2 separate regions of the Mus musculus genome follow, and region 1 is linked to region 2. The links are chromatin contacts, called in public Hi-C maps. All regions are on one chromosome and are shown on one strand. Each heading gives the region's core, a stretch centred on a gene start, on an enhancer-like site or on the middle of the called end of the contact. The rest is flanking DNA. Distances are from core to core; before and after follow the strand shown. Region 1 has its middle 140 kb from the start of Mb21d2. Region 2 holds the start of Mb21d2 (Mab-21 domain containing 2).

Region 1 (5,310 bases), core at 1,669-4,168, 140 kb after region 2:
GCACTCCATTTTTCTTTGTTGAAAGAGCCAATCAGTAGGCTGAGGACCTTGGGCTCTTTCACTCTTCCTTGGCTGATCAGTGATTCACGGAGTCCATTAAAATGCCTGGATGACCAAGAGCTCAATTACCCAAGACGAAGTCTGCTTGGCAGGGGCAAGGCTATTTCTCCTCTTTAGCAACCATTGAAGAGTCAGCATTTGAGGCTACAGGGGGAATGCATCTCAGCACACTGTATTAAACTTCCTGGCACTGCCTGGTGGCCTTGGGCCAGCAGCTGTCCAGCCAACTCTAGGCATTATGGGTGTCAGGTCTGATGAGTGACTTGCTGATCGTGCAGGCAGGCTTGAGGAAGGGACCTATGGATCCCCAGTGCTCTAGAAGAAGCTGTAAGTATTGTTTATTGCAGGAAAGAGATCTGAGCAATTATTCCATAATTGCTGTTTAGGTCCCATTTCCTAATACACAGGACCATAGTGAGATGATTTCTAAAATATGGAGGTTATAAATTTATGTATTAGTGGAGGGGGTCAAGATTTTCAATTTTCTAAACAGTGCACAGGCTTGGTAATGGGTTTACCTCCCCATGAACTCATGGGTGTCTGTGCTTTGTAACTTGTAAAATTCTCATGTAAGAGGTTAGTCTTACTACTGACCTCCATTTCCCCCCACCCCGTATTCCCTAGCTTCTGATTCTGCTAAAGAAAACGTTCTCTTTAATGTCTGTCTCAGTTGCCCAGTGCCTGACCCCATTCAATCTTTGATACAGATTTGATTTTCTGCCTCTGTGTCTCCGGTTGTGCAGCTTCAGGTTCTGCTTCAGCTTCTTTTCCTTTCCTTTTTTTTTTTTTTCTGCCTTCATGGTGCCAGCTCCACCCTTATCCATAACCCAGATGTTTGACCCTAAGAGCCTAACAGTCTGTGTGTTTTCTATGGCCTTCAGATGCTCCTGGGTACCAGAACCCTGGGTTCAGATCTGTCACTGGTGGCTTGCTCCGGAATGCTCCAGCTATGTCCTAAACAATCACTATCATAATAAGAACATCAGTGGGCACAGTGCCTACCATTGAGGCCTTGACATGAAGCAGATCTATGTACCCATTTATGTTTATTATTGCTGTTGTCGTCACTGCATAAGCCAGGAATGATCATGTTCCCTGGGAGAAAGAGTAAGTCACAGAATCAGAACATTAGCCAGAGTGCCTCAATATCCAGAGATTCTTGCATTTCTATCTTGTTAAAATATTTCTCCTGGAAGAGGACATTTTATATGTCACAGGTTACTAACCAAATATCTACGTTGGGAGGATAACAGAAGAAGGAGAAGGGGACGGGGACGGGGACGGGGAAGGGAAAAAAGAAGAAGAAGGAGGAGGAGGAAGAGGAGGAGGCAGGGGGAGGAGGAGGAGGAGGTGGAGGAGGGAGGAGGAGGAGAAAGGGGGGCTCATCAAGAAATGCTCTCCAAGGAAGCCTGCTTGATGAGCACACTGAGTCAGGTCAAGAACTCTCCCGTGCAGTTGGTGAAGATCGACTGAGATTTATTTTACTTATTTTCATTGTCTTCAATCAACTCCGTGTGTGTGTGTGTGTGTGTGTGTGTGTGTGTGTGTGTGTGTGTGTGTAAGCCAGCCTTCCTTTTCAATGGCTCTCTTCCTTACTTCTGAAACAATGTTTCCCATTCTGGTAGACACGGTGGCCAGTCTTCAGGGAGCTCGGCTAACAAGCTCCAGGGACCTGTCTATATCTCAGTGCTTACCAATTTGCTCAGCTCTTTATGTGGGTGCTGGGAAGCCATGCTCAGGATCTCATGCTTGCATGACAATCACTTTATTGTTGCAAAGCAGACCAAGAGTGGAGTCTGGTGAGGGGGATGCTTGTGGGAAAATGCCAAGAAAATGGACTAGAGTCTTGTGGTCTCCATTTCTTCAAAAATCTCAGAATTGTTCTTGGAATGCGCTTTTGTACCCCTCCCATGTGTAGTAGATAGGAGTAAGCTTACATCAGCGGTTGTTACTCATATGCCTGCATGGGAAAACATGTTTTGCCATGTGCAGGTTGACCTTGTGATTGTCTACATTTTGAACTCATGAGGACTTTACTCGGGTGACCTTTCTTAACTCTTACAGTATAAACTTCTAATGCTCTGAATAAACTTAGCTACCATATTAAACATTAGCCCACCTCATTTTTTTATGCCTGGTTCTTCCCAGTTCATGCTGCCAACTAGGGCCGCAACATTTTACCTAGGAACTATCACCTAGCCCTATGGAACATTTATATATAAACCATATTATTTAAAAAGTTATAGTGAAGATACATGCATACAATGATATTAGAGGTGTGGTGTCATTAAATAACGAATGATATTTCGGTCATAGAAAGATTTGAATTGAAAAAACCCAACTATAGGCCTATTTTAGTCATTTAAATAAAAATCACCGAATGGCTTGGTCAGGGAGTTAAAAATTGTAACCTAAGGATGACATGCTATACTCTCTTCAACAATTCAAGTAGACCTTAACCTCTTGTCTATATTCTGCATAGATGATGTTTCTCAGAAATGTGCTATTAATAGCCAATACAAGGTCAATGGTAATGAAATTGACATCACTACGTTTCTATGGCACTTTTCACAAAGGCATTCCTGTTTTCTTAGACAAATGATTATTTGGACTACTGTCGGTTAGGTCAAACTCTCTTGACAACAGTTTCCAGAGGTGAGGCTCTCAGTATGAATATTTACTCATAAAACTGTACATTTCTTCCTCACATCAATTTGACATTATTTCATAACCTTGGTTTCTAATGCTTCAAGACAAACTTTCTGGGTTAGGCAAGCTGCTTAGTGGGTAGTAGAATATGTATCTATTTGAATAGTGTGCACTATCTAATAACAATGTTATTATTGTCCTTATTATCCAAGGAGATTTTTCCCAGAGTGTCCATAATAACATTGGAGGACCCTTTCTACATTTTTATACCCTCCCATCTTTTATGTGATACATTGTTTCAGTTTTGGAGACAGTAAAAATAAGGTTTTCTCTATCCACTACTCTGCTACATGTTTAGTTAAAAAAAAATCCCAGAACAAACTGACTTTTAGATATTTTAAAGAAAAAGACTTTTTTAAATCATTAACGATGCTATTATCGCCACTATTTTTGCTCATAGTCATTCCAGATAGATTAAAAATGCTACTAAAAGCACTGCCCAAGGGAAATTCTTCAAAAAGACTAAGATGAAAAGTCCCTTTGTTATGTAATGAATTTTGCAGTTGTTATTAGCCAAGTCATCTTAGACACATTCGTTCTCTTAAAAAGCTTATCAGAAATAACTTGCATTAACTTACTAATAACAGTCACGTCATTCCGAGCCAATATCTCTTCAGATGTAAGAGACAGTACGGTATCCAAAGTAATAAAAGCAAATGTAAGGGAATATGGCAGAAATTTCAGCTCTCACTATGTATCCTACCCTGACACTCATAGCTCTCCATAGCTTACTCCAATCTAATTTTCCAGTAACAACTTCTATGTAAATCCAAATCCACATCCAGCGAAAAGAACTAAGTCACCATTATTCTACAAATACAAGCCATGCCTCTGGTCTCTCAGCCTCTGTCATTTCTGTTCCTTAGAACTGTAGTTTCATTTGTATCCAAGTTACTAGCAAATGGATCCATTTCCGGGTCTACAACAAAGTGAATCCTTTCTCCAGCCACAATCCATCTAAGTCAAATGTTCTCTTTCTTGGACTTTCATGGCCATTTCTAGTCATTATTTTCAAGTTTCTAATTTCTTGGGGGCAAGGAATAGCATAATTCATTCACTTTAGCAAATTTGTTTCTATTACTAGATAACAAATCCATCTAGGACAAGGGTGACTTGAGCATTCCTTTTTCCCATCTGAGTCCTGGTATGGGCCTTCAATGAATTACTGACTTCTTTAGTGTAATCAAATTCATTTTAGAGATTTAGTAATCACTCCCTGAGATTCTTCTTAGATTCTCTGGTGTCTTCCCTCTAGTTTTCAGCTTATCAACTGGGAATGATTTTTACCAAGGTCTTGTCTGCTCTGGAACTCTGCTATAGAATAGACATTTTGCTACTACTGCATTCTACACTACAGACATCCCACTCTTCTTTGTCCTTTACACCACTTTGTCAGTGCTATCCACTGAGTAGGCGGTGCGTTCTATGAGCATCCCATGCTGAGCATCCTCAGGCACTATCTCAGGGCAGTTTTGATGTCCACAGTGTGGTAGTTATTCATTAGCATTGCATGTGTAAAGCCCAGAGATTTAAGTAAAGAGGTTCATCTGTAAGTCATTATCCCTGCTCTACAGTTGCTCTGCAAACTATTCACTATAGAATAGCTTTATGTGATGGTTAGTGTTTGACTTGCTGCCTCCTCCCCCAAATTCTAAAGTAGCAGTTTCCTTTTCTCATTCTTGGATGTCAAGGCTTTGATTTACTGCTCTTTTCTAATTCCAAACTAGTTTTGTTTAGTTTTAAATTTATAATACTAAGTATTTCATACCATTGTGTAATTTTCCACCAAAGTGTGTTTTAGCAGATTCTCCTTTCCCCCATCTCCATCACCCCAGCCTTCCCCTCATCTCCATCACCCCAGCCTTCCCCTCATCTCCATCACCCCAGCCCTTCCCCTGCCTGTAATAACCCCTTTCTAAATATCCTAGTCTCTTCTCATCTTTTTGTGTCTCAAGTGACCTTTGGGCTACCCCAAACTTTCTCTGTTCTCTATACCTATTTTACTCTCTCTTGGTCTTTCTATGGCTTTGCCCAAATTTACAAACACACACACACACACACACACACACACACACACACACACCCTATTCCTATCATTATACTTTAGTGTTAACTGTTCCTCCCACATTTACTTAAATGGGAAATTAACAATTCCAAACATGTGTACTCTGGTCAAGTAGATTGTACTTTTTGCCTAGAGTGAGCTAATGGCAAGAATACAGTATTTCTAAACTGATAGGTCCTTGATGCTTCCATATAACTCCCTGGAGTCTCCAAAGCAATCCCTTTAATGCCACATTTAGGAGACTATTTTGGCCTGTTGCTAGTGGCATAATTCTGTAGACTGGGTAAACTGTAAAAATGTTTGTTTTTGCTCAAGGGTCTGGAGGTTCAAGTCAGGAATCTGCACTTGGAGATGGCTTTATTGCTGAAGAAGTTCCAAGTTGGTGCAGGCATCACAAGATGAGGGACAGAGTGTATCCGTATGCTCTTTCTCTCTCATTCTAAAGCCACCAGCATAAACCATAGGCTGGACTCTGA
Region 2 (5,164 bases), core at 957-3,456:
TAAAGGAAACCAAGGGATTCGAAAATGAATGCAGTACCACACACAGGCAAGCTCATTTCGCCATCTGCCCGGTAGTACCCAGAGGGGCAAAGGGCTTAGATGCTACTCTTGAAGTCTCTCTCCGGCAGGTGGAAATGCCAAAGTCCCAGGGGAGGGAAAGCAACCCTTCCAAGGTCAAAGGACTGAGAAGGGAGGGAAGCAAATCTTGTTTACCTGTCGGCAGTGCCACTGGTGACACTAAACACACGCATAAATTAAGTGCCCTGGAATAATTTACCTTTTGTATGTGACTTAAGACCTGACTAATTCACTGTATCGGATGAAGGGACCGTGCACAAGTCCCCATTGAGCCAGGCATTTAAACTTACTCTCCCCATCACCTCCCATGACTCTCCTCACCACTATCTCTACACACAGACAAGGGGGTGGGGGTGGGGGGCTAATATACCATAATGGCAGGCAGTGGTTAGCTATGCCAAAGAGAAAGACCATGGTTAAGCAACTTAAATAACTGCCTTGAGCTTTCTGTGTGCGCGCCTAACCCCACCCCCAACACCCGTCTTTCTGACAATCACTGGTTTGGTTCTAAGATATGGAGGGCTTTGTAAGGGCTTTTACACTCCTTTCTGAAAGCTGACTCCCACCACATCGTGAATTAAAATAATAATTCAATTAAACAGTCAAACATCCAAATATGGATCTTTCAACCACATTCCCCACCTAGAATACCTAGAATATACGTGTGGAGTGAGCAGGAGAAAGAAAACATACTCCCGCGTTTAACACGGCCCATCCAACTTGCTTAATTCTTCAGAGGACCAGTGGACCACATTCAATCGGTATCACTTCGACTTGAGCTAAGAGAGGCAAGAAAAGGTATCTGGAGGGAATAAGGTAGGAAGAAACAACAGTGCAATCTCGTTAGATCCCAAGAGAATGCAAAGACTCTGTCCTGTAGTTAAAAGGCCTTTGTCAATCACAATTACCACTATCTGAAAAATTGACTGTGGAAACCTTTGGAGAGCAAGGCTCCTCCAGTCCAGCCCTGCTGAATGTAAACCACGGGGCCACCACTGCTGCATGACAGCGCTACACACTCGAGGCTCCCAGCAGCGGATGCTCATTCTACAACTCAGAAGCAATAATCCCACCGCAGGACGCCAGGGATAGGGTTGGATCCCCGGAACCCATTATTTTTCTTCATCTTTCCAGACCCGTCGGTGAAGAGCTGGGGGATACGGTGGGAGAAATTTTTCTAACCCAGGGCTGCCCAGAGTGGGAAACTTGAGCACCTCTTAGCCATCAGTAGGACAATACACAAAGACGAGGGGGACAGCGCTCCTCCGCGGCCAGAGCTCTGAGCTTGGTCGTGTTCAAGCAAGGAATTAGGAATTCCAGCTCAGCAACAACCCGGAGAAGCACCGGAAATGCTTCCGACCCCTTCAAAGGGAAGTCGATTTGCAAATCAAAGTTGGAGGCAACTCCGGGCGCCCGGACTACTTCCGCGGGTTACTCTGGAACACCCAACAAGTTTGGCCACCCGGGGCTCGGCGTGACAGCGCCGCGCCGCAACCACGACAGAAGCAACTTGTCGCTCCAGCACGGGTCGGCCTCCACCACGGCCGCCCGGGGTTGCAGGAGAGCCGGTGTCAGCCGGCCGGAGCCGCTTGGGGACTCCCCAAGCCGGGAGGCGTCTCCCGCCGCCGCCTCACCTGCCCGCCAGCCCCGCGGCCGAGGAACCAACAAAAGAGCGGGCGATCGGGAAGGAGAGGGGCACCCCGCGCCGAGCGCAGCAGGCAGGAGCGGAGGGGGCAGCTGAGCTGGCGGTGGAGAGGAAAGGGGACCTCACGGAACCAGGGGTGACACCCCGGGCAAACGCCAGAGCGGGGACCATAGCTTCCACCCGCTCCATCACACCCGCGCACACACGCATACTCACACATCCTCCCCGTTCTCCTTACCCAGCATGGAAAAGATGAAATCCTTGGCAGTGTGGATCTCCAGCGCTCTCTGGTCGTCGTATTCCCGCTGGTCGTGCCTGGTGAATTCCTGGATGAGTTTGTTCAGTTCCTCCACCCGAGCTCCAGACCTGAAATCCAGCTCCGGGAAGGCAGGCTTGTTGTTGCAGCCCAGGGAGGCTGCCTTGCTGGCGGTGGGAGCCGCCATCTTCATGCAAAACGCGCCGAGCGGCGGCTCCGCGGCGGCCGCGGCACCCACCCCCGCCCCCCACCCCGCCCCGGCCTCCCGGCGCGGCTGGGCAGCCCGGCCCGTGGGCGGGCTGGCTTCTGGACGGGCCCCGCGCCGCGCTGCGCTCGGGGCGGCCGCGCTCCTTCGCGGGAGGAGCCCGACTGCGGCGAGGTGCGCGTGTGGCCCCGGCCCCCGGTCCTCCCGCCCCCGCCCGCTGCGCCGCTGCGGGCCCCTGCCCTCCTCGAGTCCTGCCGGGATCGGTGGCGGCGTCCGGGAGTGGACTCGAGCCTCCCCGGGGGCAAGGAAAGTGAAGTGGAAACAATGTGAAATTCACCAGCGCTGAAATCAACAAGCTGCCGGCTCCGGTGTTACGGAGCCAGCAGCAGCAGCATTCCCATTTAAAGGGACAGCGCACCCGGTGGGAAGAAAATAAATAAATAAATGGCAGAGGTTCGCGCGCCCGGATCACTTGCCAGTCCGTACTCGGGCTGACGCGCGTGGTGTGGACGCTTTCTTTCTCCACCTCCACCCCCGCCCCTCTTTAGGGGCAGGGCTTGCCAAGCGCATCCAAGGAGAAAGGAGTCTTCCTACTCTGATCTTAGGGCGGTGTCCCGGGCGAAAACGTGTCTGTGGGCGCCTTTCCAATGTCCATCCCGAGAACTTTAGTACCTTTGCTTGGTGGAAAAATATAAAATGTACCTTCTGTCCTTTGTCGCCTAGAATGATAAAATCAGCGAATCAAGAAGGGGTGCCAGTCATGCCGCGTATAGATACTTCCAATTAACCACTCAAGTATCCTCCTTACCTTTGCCCTTGGTAATTAGTTTGCCTGGGTAACAGCTCATTCAACTTAACATATAGTGCCTTAATGAGAGCCAACCTGCTCTCAGACAGATAGGAATCCAAATGCGGAATGTGGGGGAAGGAAAACAATGAATTGCCCCAGGGTACAAGGAAGATGGGAGTGGGAGAGGGAGTCTCCCTTTTGGCAAATAGAATTTGAGCACTCGCTATTAGCCAGACCGGAATGACTGGGATGAGTCCTGGGACTTAGCCCTCACCCTCACCCATGTCCCCACTGGAACTAGGGTTTTCAAGACAAGACTGCTGTAGTCCAAGTCTAGTTTATCAAGACCAAATGGCAGATGTGGTTTTAATGTTCATGTGATTCACACACTTAAGGAGGCCTATGGACCCCTAGGAACAATGGTGAACTGTCCTCTATCCCAGCCTGTGGTCCTATCGGCCCCTTTAATTTTCTTACCTGAGTTCTCATCACTGAAAACTCACATTACCTTGTAAGACCTGGACATCCAGGCCCTGCCATACTTACCCATGTGAATAGGATAACCATTACATCTTCATAGGCTGCTTTAAGAATTAGGTGAGATAAGACTGGACGGACACCATTTATTATAAAGAATGACACGTTAAGTAGCATGTTAAGTAGCCATTAGCTGTATCAGCTTCCACTGTTGATACAAACTTTAGGGTCCTGGGGTGAGTGTGTGTGTGTGTGTGTGTGTGTGTGTCCCTGCATTTACATACACTGCATTGTTGCCTGGTGCCTGCAGAGGTCACAACAGGGCATCAGTTCTCCTGAAACTAACGTTCCAGACAAATGTGAGCTGCCCTATGGATGCTGCGAGCTGAACACAGGGCCTCTACTACAAGAACAGGTGCTCTTAATTGCTAAGCCATCTCTCCAGCCCCTCCCACAGGATCTTTACAAAACACAGATTTGTAAAGATCCTCCCCTGGAATTTCCCTGCCTCTTCTTTCTGTTCTGTAAGCCCAACCAAGGCCAACCTCATCCTTTCTTGCTCTGATAGCTACTCCAGGCCAGGCACAACCTTTGCCCCCACAGCTGAGTAGCAACCCTGTTGCACTCTTAACAGAAGCTTGCATGTGACACCTATGACTCCAGCTTGCCTTCTCATTGTTATTGCAAGTCCCACATTGTGAGTTAACTGGCATGCATCATATTCTGTGCCTGATCCCCAGCCCTACATACATGCAAACTCGGGACACAGACAGAGTCTATATAAAATAGTCAAAACACTTTCCTCTCTTAATTTCCAAAACCGGCAGTAAGACGTTGCTCCTTCCTTTTTGCTGCCTTTTCTTAAGATAGTTGCATCATAGAAAGTCATCGGGTTTCTAGCAGAAATCACTCTCAAATGTGAACTAGGTCTGAACTTGGTGGTTTAGAATGAATGAGATCATCATTGTGGACACTTCTTGCTGGTCAGTCAGATTAGAATTCCAGGAATAATAGACCTCCACTGAACCTATTTATATTGAGAATGTTACTGAATGGGAAATACTTTATAGATCTGAGACAAGATGGCATAACCATCTCTGAATTGCAAAAAGTTAGAGGAAAATAGATAAGGAATGCATTTCCTCAACAGACTCTTGGATCATGCTTTGTCCTCTATGTCCTTGGAAACTCTATGTCTCCATCACATATGCAGGCAACTGGATTTAGCAGTTCCTTTTCCACTTTATGTCATATTTTTTATTGTTTTTGTTTTTTAAAGGAATGGTCTCACTATGCTGCTCTGGCTAACCTTGAACTCACTATGTAGTGAGGTTGCCATAGAACTCTGTGTAGGAAAGGCTGGCCTGGAACTTAGAACCCTCTTACCTCTGCCTCCTGAGTGCAGAAATTACAGGTATGTACCTCTATGCTAAGCCATGTTGGGGTCTAAATTAGTGTATGGCAATGGACAGACATCATCCCTTAAAGTCTCAGAGGTCATTGTTTAGGTGACAGCAACCACTCCGGGCAATGTCAGCCCCCAGTATTTCACCACCGTTTAAGAGTTGTTATAAGTAGACTGTTCTTTGAGTGAAATTAATTCCTTGCATCCCTTTTCATCTCCTATGCATGGTATAGGAGGTCAGAGAAGAAACAGTTGGAAAAGGTGAAGAGAAAGAACAGTTTCTATCAGAGCCATTAATATTTGAGCCT

What was found. A called contact is a pair of places that touch in the nucleus more often than the background predicts.
Region 1: a contact with region 2 is called in a Hi-C map of Sertoli cells, with 2.2 times the contacts expected there. The contact joins the enhancer-like site here to the promoter of Mb21d2 in region 2. A contact is called at or near these places in 1 of 39 promoter capture datasets (liver), 1 of 15 datasets of contacts at CTCF or cohesin (the NIH/3T3 cell line), 2 of 484 Hi-C or Micro-C datasets (Sertoli cells and epidermal suprabasal cells) and 2 of 115 datasets of contacts at active chromatin or transcription factors (bone marrow-derived macrophages and neural progenitor cells).

Annotation. Positions count from the first base shown.
Region 1 is chr16:29,065,968-29,071,277 of GRCm38.p6, forward strand. No RefSeq gene overlaps it. Among named protein-coding and RNA genes, the nearest start is that of Mb21d2, 140 kb to the left of the region's middle. Within about 2 kb of position 2,919, at least 1 of the 459 cell types and tissues checked has an H3K27ac peak or open chromatin away from gene starts, as enhancers often do. A contact at or near this core is called in Sertoli cells, where this site is marked.
Region 2 is chr16:28,927,492-28,932,655 of GRCm38.p6, forward strand. It overlaps Mb21d2 (Mab-21 domain containing 2), which reads right to left and starts at 2,207. Exons shown (of 2, transcript NM_177718.3): 1 at 1,962-2,207. The coding sequence starts at 2,172.